Regions from separate parts of the Podarcis muralis genome. Here region 1 is linked to region 2. A link is a contact called in public Hi-C data. All regions are on one chromosome and are shown on one strand. Each heading gives the region's core, a stretch centred on a gene start, on an enhancer-like site or on the middle of the called end of the contact. The rest is flanking DNA. Distances are from core to core; before and after follow the strand shown. Region 1 holds the start of IBTK (inhibitor of Bruton tyrosine kinase). Region 2 holds the start of UBE3D (ubiquitin protein ligase E3D).

Region 1 (6,579 bases), core at 2,491-4,990, 200 kb after region 2:
TAAATTTTAATTGCCTCAAAATGAATGTGCCATAAAAGCATTTTTGCAAAAATTAAGCCCCATGTACTTAAATGAATGACACTGTTTGATGGTATGATCACCCAGGATCATGTTATGTCCTGGGGCTTCCCTAATTCAGCCCAATTCCATCTGTACAGCTAGGGGCACAACACAGCTGAGCAGAGGTGAAATATGAGTGGTGCAGAGAGGTGATGGAAGATTATTCAAGACCCAACAACATTCCTGGGCAGATGTTCAGCTAGGAGTAATTAGAAAGATGAGCATGCACACTATGCCAAAAGGGTCAGGAAGAGCACTATGTATCTTTTTACAGCTGGGTCCTAAACATATGCAGTTGAAAGTTGTTAAAATGGACCTTGCTAGGCCTCTAGAATCAGAAACTACAGCGAACTTCAAGCACACGGTACAGCAGCCATGAAATAGATGGCATGTGTAACACTCTGTCACTTTTGTGCTGCTTAGTCAACTTCACTGCTGGTCACGTGAGACCTTGGCATCCTTCAGGATGATAGGATTGGAAGGTGACCCAAGGCTGTCAGCATTATGACATCTTATCTACCTGAAGAAGGCAATAGCCATGAAACCAAAACAAAGGAGAAACCATGGCATGTTTTGGAAAATCAGTGCTGCTGTGTGTCACAGTTGCCTTGTGTGAAGAACTGCTGATCAAGCAAGGGTCCCTGTTACATAAGTCTCATTCCTGCTTGATTTTGGTAATTCATAGTCTTAGGGCCACATTAAGAATGGCATTAATGCTAAAGATGGGAAAGTCCATCTCCTGGTTCAGTTCCTGATCAATATAAAGTGTATAGAGAATAATTTTCTGTCTCTTCACACTCCTTCCTGCAACCTGCTGCCTAGTCAGCTCTGCTCTGCTTAGGCAAAGAGCATAATATGTACTGCCCCAGACTGGTAACTCTGAACTTTATTCCAACCTGTGGATATGCTTGTGAATTTATAACTTCTATTTCACAACTAGATGGGCTGAAGGGCGTTAGGAGACTATTTTAACAATGTTAGTGACTTTGATTGCTTTGTTAATACAATTGCAATTTTTAAACTAATGACATTACCATGATTTACTCTTATTATTAAACCATACATATATTATTTTCTACTATATTGTTTTAAGTTGCTTTATTTCATGCAGATGTCATATTTATTTATAATATTTGCTTGCTGCCAACTTAAATAAAATATCAAGGCAGTATATAACAGTATATACAATAAACATATAGACAACAACAAATTAAAATAATAATTAAAATGACTGGCTGATCAAGAAAGTTTGGACAACTGCATAGGTCTGTCAGCATAAAAAGATATCCGAGCAACACTTGAAAGTCATCAGCAAGGATGCTAATATCATTATTGTCTCAAAGCATTTTACACCAGTAAAATGACTGATTCGTTTCAGTTACAATTCTGAGTCTGTGGTTTTTATTGCTGGTCATAATTCATTCCATCTCACTGGGCCAATTATTGTTGTTATGTTGGCCAGATATTGATATAGTATGCACTAGTGTTAATTGGATCCCTGAATTAACAAAAGTAATTCCCACTCTCCCAGACCTCTCCATATTTCTGTTAAGATGATAATGATTTTCTTTATACCTCGCCCACTGGGCAGCTTATAGCATATAGAAAACATAGAGCATTATAAACCTCTTGATACAGGGTTGCCTTCAGTTGTGTAATTCTTTATCTCCTTGACTTCTGACATCTTTATCAAGGAGATAAAGAATTGCACAACTGAAGGCAACTCCTTCAGGATGTCTTCATGCAATATCTGCGCAGTTATTAATCTATTGTGTAGGATTCAGAGGACCTTTTCTCAAGCTAATGCTTCTCTTGTGTGGATATATCACATTACCCAACCCTCAATCTCTAATATTTTGTGACAGGGGAAATTGAGATGCTTTCATCCTTTCAAGCTAGCTCAGCAAGTATGGTTGCAGAGAAGTGGTTAAGTGGCAAACATTGCAACGTTAGCATGAGTATGGTGCTAACAGGAAAGGCCACTTTTTTCAATGTATGCTGGAATGGCAAATTAAATGTGTTCATAAATTTATTACTGTATTTCACTGGTGTTTTTTTTTTTTTTTTGCTATAGCATCTAACTTTAGTTCTGCACCAAAAAGTGGAAAACAGGTACTTTTAATAAGCATTTTTAACAATTCCAAACACACTGGTGTGTTTCATCAATGGTGAATTTCAGGACCTATATCTCAATAGTGACATCTAGTGGGGGAAAAAAGAATTTTCCCTTACCAATTGCTTGAGCATCTGTGAATATCCTTCCTTACCTTATTGGCCTTGAAAACTCTGATTAACCCCATTTTTAAACATAAACAACAGTGGGATTTCTTGGCTGGAGGCTGGGCCTCTTCTGATCCAAAAGATGACAGGGAATTAGAAATTAAAAATAATAAAAATGCTGGAGGCTGAATGATCATATATGCAGGTGTGGCAGATACCGTCACTGACAGGTATGAAATTTGAACAACAAAATGAACAGTATTTATTTACTTAGGAAAACAAGACATCAAACCTGCCCTTTTCTATTAACATAAACAAATCTAGATTGATTTAGCTTTAATCAACAACATTGGCCAAAATTAATAGGCTTTATTGAAGGAAGTGATGTACATGCATGGGACTGAACCAAGTCTGCCACTATAGCTTTGATTTTAATATCACAGCAATTGGCACTGCTGAAAAGATAAGCTGAGTAAGATGAATCCGTTCACACATTCGCCTGCAGTCATCAAGCAATGAGGACCTGAGGGATTCTTCCAGTTGTGCATTAACCTAAAATGTACTTCTGTTTGCCAGTAATGTGGTCTATGGCATGAACCGAGTTGCTCTGTGCATGTCTTTCTGTATATAAAAACAAAAATAATTATCACCCCAGTGGTTTTCGCCATGGCTTGATATCTATTGTACTATATCTTTTTTTAACCTTGAGCAAAGATTACCGAAATAGCTGAAAAGGGCCTTTTAAAGCCATCGGAAAAGCACCTCTGATGCAATGCTATACACAGATGCTTCATTTTTCAGATCTATTTCCACCGTCTGTTCTCCTACACCCCAGTGCTAATTCTGACCTCAGAAACACCCTACTAATTTTCTCGTCAGCCTTTTCAAAAGCTCTTGCAGGGGCTCAACACCAAAAGCTTGAGGGTGTGGCCGCTGCGTGCCACCAACGATTTCCTTCTACAAATGTAGTCCGCATTTTGCATGAGTCATGTTCCCCCCCAATAAGGTCACCAAAGAAGTCCGGTTAAAATTAGCAGAGAGCTTATGGTTCCTAAGGTTAGCCTTCCTGGTTTCCTTCGAGTCCAAGCTTGAAGAGCAAGTCCCCTTTTGACAGACCCCGCAGCTGAGCAAACACGCACAGGGTTGCGCTCTCTCCGAATTGCTGCCTGTGCTGCTTCGCCCGGGGCAGTTTTAAGCTATTTAAAGGGGCTTGGCTTCGGGGGAATCAGCCGCCACACGCTTCGCTTGCAACCCGACCGGTTGCGGCGGCGGCGAGGGAAGCCGTCCCTCAGCCCTTTCCCCTCCTGGGGGGCTCTTCGCCCGCCCTCCTGCCCGGAGAGGGCCTATTGCGCGTCAGCCCCTTACAGCTTCTGGCTCCCGAGGCAGAAGCCGGAGCGTTGGCTCCCGCCGGCCAATAGGCGCTCGCGATACTCAGCGCTTCGCCCAATCGCGCGCTCCTTTGCTCCGCTGTCCTCAACCTGCCCTGTTCCGTCTCCTCCTGTGAGGGTTTTGCAGCCGTGGCCGATTCCTTCCCTGGCTGCCTTGGGCTCCGCTCTCTCCCCTCCGCCGTCAGTCGCCCTGGCTCGGCCCGGAGCCCTTCGGAGACACTGAGGATGAGCTTGCGCGGCCCCCAGCGCGTGTCCTCTTGCGACCGTCCCAGCCCATTCATCTAGCGACTGGTGAGGGGGGAGGAGCTGCGCGCGGGGGGGGGGAGAGACTCAGGTGGGTGGGGGGGGGAAGAGGGCGGCGGTGGGAGGGAAGGCAGGCATGAAATAACGTCCCGACTTCGTCCCCCAGCCTCCCACCCCCCACCTACGACCCTCGCCCAGGCAGTGGCCTGGGGGCTTCTGGCAGCTGCATGGCAGGTAGGAATTCAACAGGTGCAGACGGTCCCAGTATGGGCAGGCGTTGAACGGAAGAGCTGCACCGATTGCATTTCTCCTCGCCATGCAGTTTTTTTTCCAGACTGCAGAAGCTCTGCCCGAAAAATAAAAGATGGCAATCTGTGGGGTGGGACACACACACACTTCAGGAAAACTGAAGCTGGGCACCTGTATTTTTATATAGGGGAAAAGAGGCCCTTGTCTCTCTCTCTCTTCCACCCCCTCCCCCCAAAAATAAATTGTATATGGAAATACATTTTCTGGATGCTTCTTCACCTAGTTTGCAGGATTTACTTTCAGGGCCACTACTGTGCCCTGTGGTTCCTTAACATTTTGCTAATAGGATTTGTAATTTGAACTCTGCTGCAAAACTCCATTGGGTAGTGTTGCTTTCATTGGTTCCAAGGGCAACATGCTGAAGGCCGTTTTGCATGACGGTTTATTTCTGACAGATAATGCTGAGGACACCTTCCCCTTGAATGTTTACACTGTCTAGGTCAGGAACACCTTGCTCTCCTTACTTTGATTGTGGGATAACTTATTGCATACGCACTCGCAGAGCAGGTCATCTCTGTTTAATGGAATGTACAGCTTAGAAAGAAAAGTACTGACAATACAGTGAGCAAAAGGAATCTAATATTCTTGGTTGTATAGGCAGAGTTCAGACCTCTGAATCTTGATTGTGTACATCAATCACTCTGAAATGTTCACAAGATGCCCCAAGTCTGTTAATGAATTATGACATCTTATTGTTTTATTTTGTATTGTTGTTTTAATATTGCATTGATAATCAATTTTTATGAAATTGGACCTTGAATTAGACCTGCAATCAGTTGGAGAATAAAAGTTATACATGTCCAACTTGCTGCTCACATCAATACATTGACTGCAGCATCCTGCAGCAGGTCCACATCAAGTACATTACAATGGTCTATTCTGGAAGCTGACGGAGAATGGATACCTGAAGCCATACTATCCCTGTTCAGAAAAGCCTGTTGTAATTGGTGCACCAACTGAAGCCGGACATAAGCACTCTTAGCCATTAAAGTCACTTGGGACACAAATGTCCATAATGGTTCTAGAAGCGACCTGCAAACTACAAACCTGCTCTTCCAGGGGGAGTGCAACTGCATCTAGAGCAGGGTATTGATATCAATAGGGTTGTCCACTTCCCTAACAAATGCCATTAACCAGGTGACCAAGGCAGTTTTGATTGCAAAACCAGGACTGAATGCAGATTTAAATGGGTCTAGTTCAGTGGTTCCCAACCCTTTTTTGGCCATGCCTCACCTAAGCATCTCTAAAATCCTGATTCCCCGCCCCCCATGACATATAATTCTTATTCAAAAAGTGAACTCCTATTCACGTGGAGGAAGCCTAAAAGGCCATTAACTGTTAATAACTCATTCTCAAATTGTCCCCCTTAAAAATCAAATTGCCCCCCTGTGGGGTGTGTGCCCCACATTGGGAACCACAGGTCTAGATACACTGTTTCATCTAAGCATGTATCCCACTAACACCTTATCTATCACCTTGCCCAAGTAGTGATGAGGGTGGTAGTGATTAAATGCAAATTTGGAGACAATGACATCAAACCAGCGTTTTTTCTGTATCCCCCTTCACACCTTGTCTATTTCCTCTTGAGCCATTTTCAACTGCTCCTTACAATGGCCTTCCCCCAAACCTTGTGCACTCCATGCATGGTGGACTCCATCTCTCAGTTCCTGCCAGTTTAGCCAGTAGAAATGATGAGAATTGTAATTCAGAATGTCTTGAGAGTAGCAGCTCAGCTGCAGTGGTGGTTTCAGAGCAGTGATTTAAAAATAACTCCTTGGGAATGAAGACATTGTGCTGATTTTTGGAAGTCTCCTTTTTATTGAACTTGAATATTCAAAGGACTAAAGGCAAAACCTTAGCTACTTGATTATTCCCTAGTCAAAAGCCTAAAAGCATGAGAAGAAAGGAGTAGAGAATTTAATATTGTAAGCATGTCCAATCCAAGATTCTACTTCTTCCAAGTTGGCAACTCAACTGAGCAAACAATCTGAAGGAAGCATAACATAAGCCATATAAGCAAGTGCACTAATAACTACTGAGAATTCAGCCTTAAGGAAACATAGGATGCTGCCCTATACTGAGTGAAACCATAGGTCTTTCTGGCTCAGAATTGCCCACACTGACTGGCAGCAACTTTACAGGTTTTCAAATGGCAGCCTCTCTCGGTCCTACCTGGAGATACCAGGGATTGAACCTGGTACCTTTTGTATGCAAACATGTGTTTTATTACTGAACCATATCTCTTCCTCTGGAGTGTTTCTGCTATAGGACAAGAGCTTGTATTGATAGAAGCTATTTGGTATTGCTTTTTGACTTCCTGGGATCCACAATGGCCTGGGGTTTGATCAGAGACTTCTTT
Region 2 (6,138 bases), core at 547-3,046:
AGAGCCCCCGCCGCCTAAACACACCGGAGAGGGCACTGACAGCTCCCAGCATGCAGCGCGGCCCCCTTCCTTCCGCCCTCCCTCCGGCTCGCTTCTCCTTGCGCAACAGCGCCACCTGCCGGCTCTCCAGAACGTTCTACCGCTGGAATCCTACCCCCCTCGCCTCGGCTTCTGCGCGCGCCGGAGAGTTCGCCCTCCGCGCTGCGCGTGCATCTTTCCGGGCCGCGGCTCTGTATCCGCACTCGCCAACCGGGCAGTAAAGCCCCTCGGCCACACGTCTGTCTTCGAGAAAACCGTCTTTATTAAATTTGTCGGCCGCTTTATCTTGCCCAGGGCAACCCCAAAGCGACTTACAACGACCCAAACAACATGGGCATAGCCAGGGGGGTGCAGCTGCATCAATCAAGTAAATAAATAAAAATACCTTACTAATTCTGTCGCAGATAACTCTGTTCGGCACCCCCCATACGTAAAGCCTGCCCCCACTAAAATCCTGGCTACACCCATGCCAAACAAACAGACAACAAACCCCGCAGAAAGCGATTAAAACCAAGGCTAAAAGAGAAATACAATGAAATTCTGCCACCAGCAGAATATGGGCCCTGTACACGCGCACAAGGGAATTCTTGCACTGTTCTGGAATCCAAGTGAGGGAATAGGAAGCGGCCCCTCTGTTTGCGCGCGTTCTGCGCGCATTAGTTACACGGCGAATGTCTCAGAGGGTGCAATTAAATGTATATCTGTCTCCAACAGAAGCGAGCCATTTACCCCTGGGTCCCGGCTTCCGAAGCTGTCCTCGACCTCTGGTAATCGAAGGCACCTGGAGGCTCTGCATCAGGCCATACCTGGAGGCTCTGCATCAGGGTGTGCCTCCAGACGCTGACGACTCCAACTCCCACCAGCCCGATGGTCAGGGATATGATAGGAGCTTCAGCTCTACAACACTTGGAGGGCCCCGAGTCCCCCATCTCGCTTAACAGCCTTCACTAATAATACGCAGTTTGTGAATTTAAGGCTCTGCTATCCACTAAGGACGCTTAGGCTGCAATCCTATACACACACACCTGGGAGTAAGTCCCATAAAAGTTTCGCACCACTTTGTAGGAAATGTATACTTTTTTGTGCGTTCTGCAATTTTCCTAAGGAGACGTACTAGTATACACGTGTAGGATTTCATTGTAAGCCCGCAATGATATTTTGAAATTGTTATTATGGCCTTAAGGCAATAAACCTTTTTGATTGTAAGCCTGGAACCCTGTATGAGCCAACCTCGGAGCAGGCCCAATGGTATCCAATGGAACTTAATTCTAAGTAGATTGCAATCCCCTCCCCCAAGGCCACAGATATTTTTTTCCTTCAGAGTACTGTACCATATTCAAAAGACCGAGCCCTTTAAAAGAAGCAAAAGGCCTCTCTGGAGACACTTGCTTGCAACAAGAGCTGGGCTAAGAAATCCATACACCATTTTAAGCGGCATCTTGCTCCGAGCTATCAGTCCCAAATGACGCCACGTGGCGCACAAACGATTCCAAAAACGCAACCTTCCTGAGCCCGTTCAATTCGAAATCGGAGAAAAACCTGAGAAATCCTTTCCTCGGAGCTGAGCAATTGGAGGGTGAGCACTCGCAGCTACAAGTTTGCACACAGTAAGAAGGGACGCCGGCTCTTCTATTTCCTTAAAGCCAGCCACCGGTTGCCTGGCGATGGAGAGGGCGCTGTGGCGAAGACGGAGACTTTCTCTTTGCCGGTAGAGGCCGGTTTCGCTTAAGCGCTTCCTGGGCTGAGTTTGGCGTTTCCCCTCCTCCTCCTCTCCCACGTGGGTCCGCTCCCCGGGCAGGTCTGAATTTCACCGCGGATACAATATTTGGATGTCCCCAGCCCAGGATCTCAGTGGCACGCGCTGGCTTAATGGACGAGGTCGCAGTGTTTTTGGAAATCAGGCAGGGGACGCAGAGTGGGCTGCTGATTATCCGGTATTTATTTTAACTCTTTCCAACGCCCCCTTCCCGTTTTAAGAGAAGTACACAAATACATGTGTACCGGGATCTATTTTGCGATAGCCTCCTTTTCTCCCAGGCAATTCAAGGCAGCCGCCGTAGGGTCTCTGTGCAATCTCCTATCCAGACACCGATTAGATCTGGGTTAGTTTCGACCGCAGTGGCAATGGGTGGGATCAAAGGTACTTCACCCTCCTTCTCTCCCAGCCTTCCTTCAGCTGGTTAAACCTCCCCTCCTCTGCCTCGACGATGATGAGGTTGATTGGCCCCATACTGATGTTATGCTTTCCCCTTCAGAATTATGGTAGGGAAAGTGTAACAATTTTCACTCCTTGCAGCCCCCTCTGTGTTGATCAGCTGACTGGGGAACAGCTGAGAGTGCTTAAAAGGATGCCTGACTGCAGAAAAAGGCACTCCTCTGCAGAAAGGTTGGGATATGAATTTAATTAATAATAAATATTTATCATGCGCCTCCCCTTTCTTCCTGTTGCTTGGCTGTCCAGGACAGCTTGGCTGATAGTTGTGTGTCATGTCAGGTTGGCAGTGGGCTTGAAGCTGCCCATGGAGTGCAGATTGCACATTTCTGAACAAGAAATAAGGCAGAAAGGCATGCTTCTTATTAAGTATGTCTGTTGACCATAGACTGTGCATATTTCTCAGATAATTTACATAATGCAGTCAAGATATGTACGTTCTCTAAGACCTGTTGGGGATTATGCATTTTGCCTGGGAAATGTGAACAATTCCCACTTCGTGAGAGGATTATGTGCACATTGTCCATGAGGCCTAGTGAATGCATTATTGTCAGCTATTGTGCTCATTAATCACTCAATTTATATTCCCCTTAATATATATTGTGCTTCCCAATTCAGGACTGCACTTCGTACATCTGATGATATAGTCTCCAACCCATGCACGTTTAAGACACAAAGCTCTGTAAACTTTAAGGTGCAAGTTGTACTACAATACAGTGGTACCTCGGGTTACAAACGCTTCAGGTTACACGTTTTCAGGTTACGGACGCGCCGAAACCTGGAAGTACTGGAACGCATTACTTCCGGGTTTCGGCGCTCGCACATGCACAGAAGCACTAAATTGCACTTTGCGCATGCACAGAAGCGCCGAATCACGTCATGCGCATGCGCAGATGCGGCGCTGTGGGTTGCAAACGTGCCTCCCGCATGGATCATGTTCACAACCCGAGGTTCCACTGTAAACTAATCTGGCTACTCCTCTAGAATTTGCCAAGTGGGTTTTAGAGACTTTATTGCAAAGTCAGGAAGTTCATGATATCAGAATACTAGGGAAACTACATTAAGACAAGTTTAGGTTTGTGGTGTAAACATCTTCCTTGGTGATGTCATATGCTGGGCTCATGTGGAACCCTGGTTCAGAAATTCTCCAAGAGTTTGGTAAACAGACCCTCATTGGCACAGGGGCCCTGATCAGATGGAGCACATGTGTGGCTTCAACAGGAAGAGGACAACAGCTCACTGGGTATCCAGCTTCCTTATGATCAGCTTCCCAGCCTGGACGTCAGTTAGGTGTGACCCCTGGCTGCACACCACCTCCTTTTGAAAGCTGGATCCTCAAACTCCTTCTCTCTCTCTGGCTCAACCAGGACTGAAGATAACCCCTGTGTGGCTAGCCATCTCCCTTTGTAGGAAATTTTGATGCCCCATCAAGGTCCGCAGTTGTTTTCTTTCTGCCTTGTCAGGGCACCCTGCAGGGAGGGGAAGCTGCAAGCCTTTTCTGCCTGCAGGCTCTCCTCCCAGCTACTTCTGCTAGCAAGCCTTGTGAAACTGATATGGCATCACAGAAGGTATGTGGCACATTATGTGGCCATAATGAGTTTTTAGCGGCACTCTGTCCACACATACACACAAAGAGCGAGTGACTAAAGTGCTCTTACATGCAGGCAATAGGAATCCGAGATAAGTGTTCTCAGTAGTGCTGTGTCTCACTGATATGTAATTGCTTCTTAATATTTATCGTTCAGACCTCTGGTTAAGACAATTGTTATTCTCCCAGGCATTTTAATGAGTTGCATTTCATGGAACCCAAGGGTATGTTAAACAACGGAAATTGGATTTTTCACTTTGATGTTCAAATCAATTGTTATTTAATTGTGTGTGTGGCTGGTTTTTCATTGTTTGGTGAATTGTTATATATTTGGTGATATACAGTGGTGTTTGTCTGCCAGCAGGATGGGCATCATTTGTAGAACAGATTCCCCCTCCCCTCTGCTTCCCCCTCAAATGTCCTCTGGGAACACCCTGAAGCAGATTTGAGAATGGCATGGACTGGAGTTGGGGTTAGGAGAGAAAGGGGCCAGTGGCGTAGCGTGGGGGGTGCAGGGGGGGGGGCTGGCCGCACCGGGCGCAACATCTGGGGGGGCGCGCGGAAGAGACTCGAGTGCTAAAATCCACGGGTTAGGGGGCGCAAATTACTTGCCTTGCCCCGGGTGCTGACAACCCACGCTTCGCCACTGAAAGGGGCAGTCTGCCTAGTTAATGTTAGATATTGTTTGTGGTTGTTTTCTTCTGTTTAATTTGCATTGTGTACATTTATGAAAGGCATATAAAAAACCAGGCTTTCCCAGGCCTATCAGTTTGTCCTTGAAAATCTGCTTTGAGTGGAAAATAATTGGTCTTTCTTAAACATCTTCAGCCAACTAAAGCCAGAAAGCTGGCCCATGGATATTACCTTGATGCCATCATTGGTAGAGCTAAAAAATGATGAACACTGCAAGACCATCAACCTTCCACCAGAGGTCAGGATTGTTCCTTCTTCCTGTCGAGGACTGCAGTATGTGCTTGGGGATGGCTTACATATGAGACTGCTAGTTCAAGCAGGTTTCAATAATACAAGTAAGAGTGACTTATACAGTATATGTCTTTTTATCACCAGCGTTCTGTCTAAAGTTGTAAAGCAAGTAGATCAAACTGTGAAGGATTAAGTATGTTTTCAAGAAACATGGCAATTGAACCAAAAAAGAAATGTGAGATGTGGGGATGGTTTAACTTTCAGCTGTGAGATTTGCCTGAACTGACTTCACAATGTGGGCAGATTCCCTTTTTTTCTTTCGTTAACTCCAGCTTGGATTTAACTGGATTTACTCCCTTTGCTGTGTCCTAATGAAAACAAAAGTTAGTAACAAACCTCCCTTCACAGGCAGAATGAATGTATGGCAAAGTAGCATTGTAAGATTAAAATAAGAGTTTTCTGTTAGCTTGCCTAGTTTTTTGAGTCCTTTTGAGATATAAGTCTGCACTCAGATTGTGTGTTTCGCTAAGTTGAACTGAATGCTGTTTCTGAAATTTTGTCAGTTCACAATGCCCCATGTCTTTGAATTATTTTTATTTTCCTTCAGTAATGTTGGCTACAGTACATTCCCATAGTTAAGCTTAGCTTAGTCCCACTGAAATCCATGGGATTTAGGCTGAAATTCTATACCCACTTATCTAGGAGTAAGTCTCCCTTAAATGAATAGGATGTAAGTAAGTGTATTCAGCTTTGGACTGTTACTTGCATGTAAGTGTGGATTTTGCATTGCTGCTGTATGATGTCACTTTGCTAGCATGATATAATTTTGTGGTGGTAGCCGTTGCATATTGAATATTATTGGGAACTATTTTATTTTTTACATTTTTTAATCCATGTACATTTAGAAGCTCCTGGTATGACTAAAAATATGTTATGTTGCTGTTTGACTGGAGTGGCGCTTATTTCTACAGCTTCCTGGGGTGGCAGATTACTTCTGACAATGTGTGTATAAGACACCCCCATGTATAAGATGCCCCCTATTTTTAGGGACTCCAATTTAAAAAATAGGGGATAGATTGGCCCACGTATAAGACGACCCACAGTTTTTCACATAATTTTAAAGTAAAAAAAAAACCCTAGTCTTATACACGGAAAAATACGGTATCTTGTTAGTTGGTTGTATATTAGTGGAATATGTTTTAAGTAGCTTCCATTTTAACAAGGCCCACAAAAATAATCCTGGGTGTCTGGATTCAAAACGCAGGGCTAAACTTGCTCTCCAGCAGGAGAGAGCCCCAGTAGCAAAGTTTACTTTTACAACAGTCAAGCAGCTGTATAGCATTGTGGAATATAGGTTAGATCCTTTTATCCCATT

The links. Hi-C and Micro-C count contacts between places; a contact is called where the count stands out from the background.
Region 1: a contact with region 2 is called in a Hi-C map of tail, with 4 times the contacts expected there. The contact joins the promoter of IBTK here to the promoter of UBE3D in region 2. A contact is called at or near these places in 2 of 3 Hi-C or Micro-C datasets (blood and tail).

The regions. Positions count from the first base shown.
Region 1 is chr3:80,875,020-80,881,598 of rPodMur119.hap1.1, forward strand. It overlaps IBTK (inhibitor of Bruton tyrosine kinase), which reads left to right and starts at 3,741. Exons shown (of 28, transcript XM_028722851.2): 1 at 3,741-3,959.
Region 2 is chr3:80,679,278-80,685,415 of rPodMur119.hap1.1, forward strand. It overlaps UBE3D (ubiquitin protein ligase E3D), which reads left to right and starts at 1,797. Exons shown (of 9, transcript XM_028722881.2): 1 at 1,797-1,973; 2 at 4,668-4,867. The coding sequence starts at 1,909. DOP1A (DOP1 leucine zipper like protein A) reads right to left here and starts at 1,696. Exons shown (of 38, transcript XM_028722857.2): 1 at 1,579-1,696.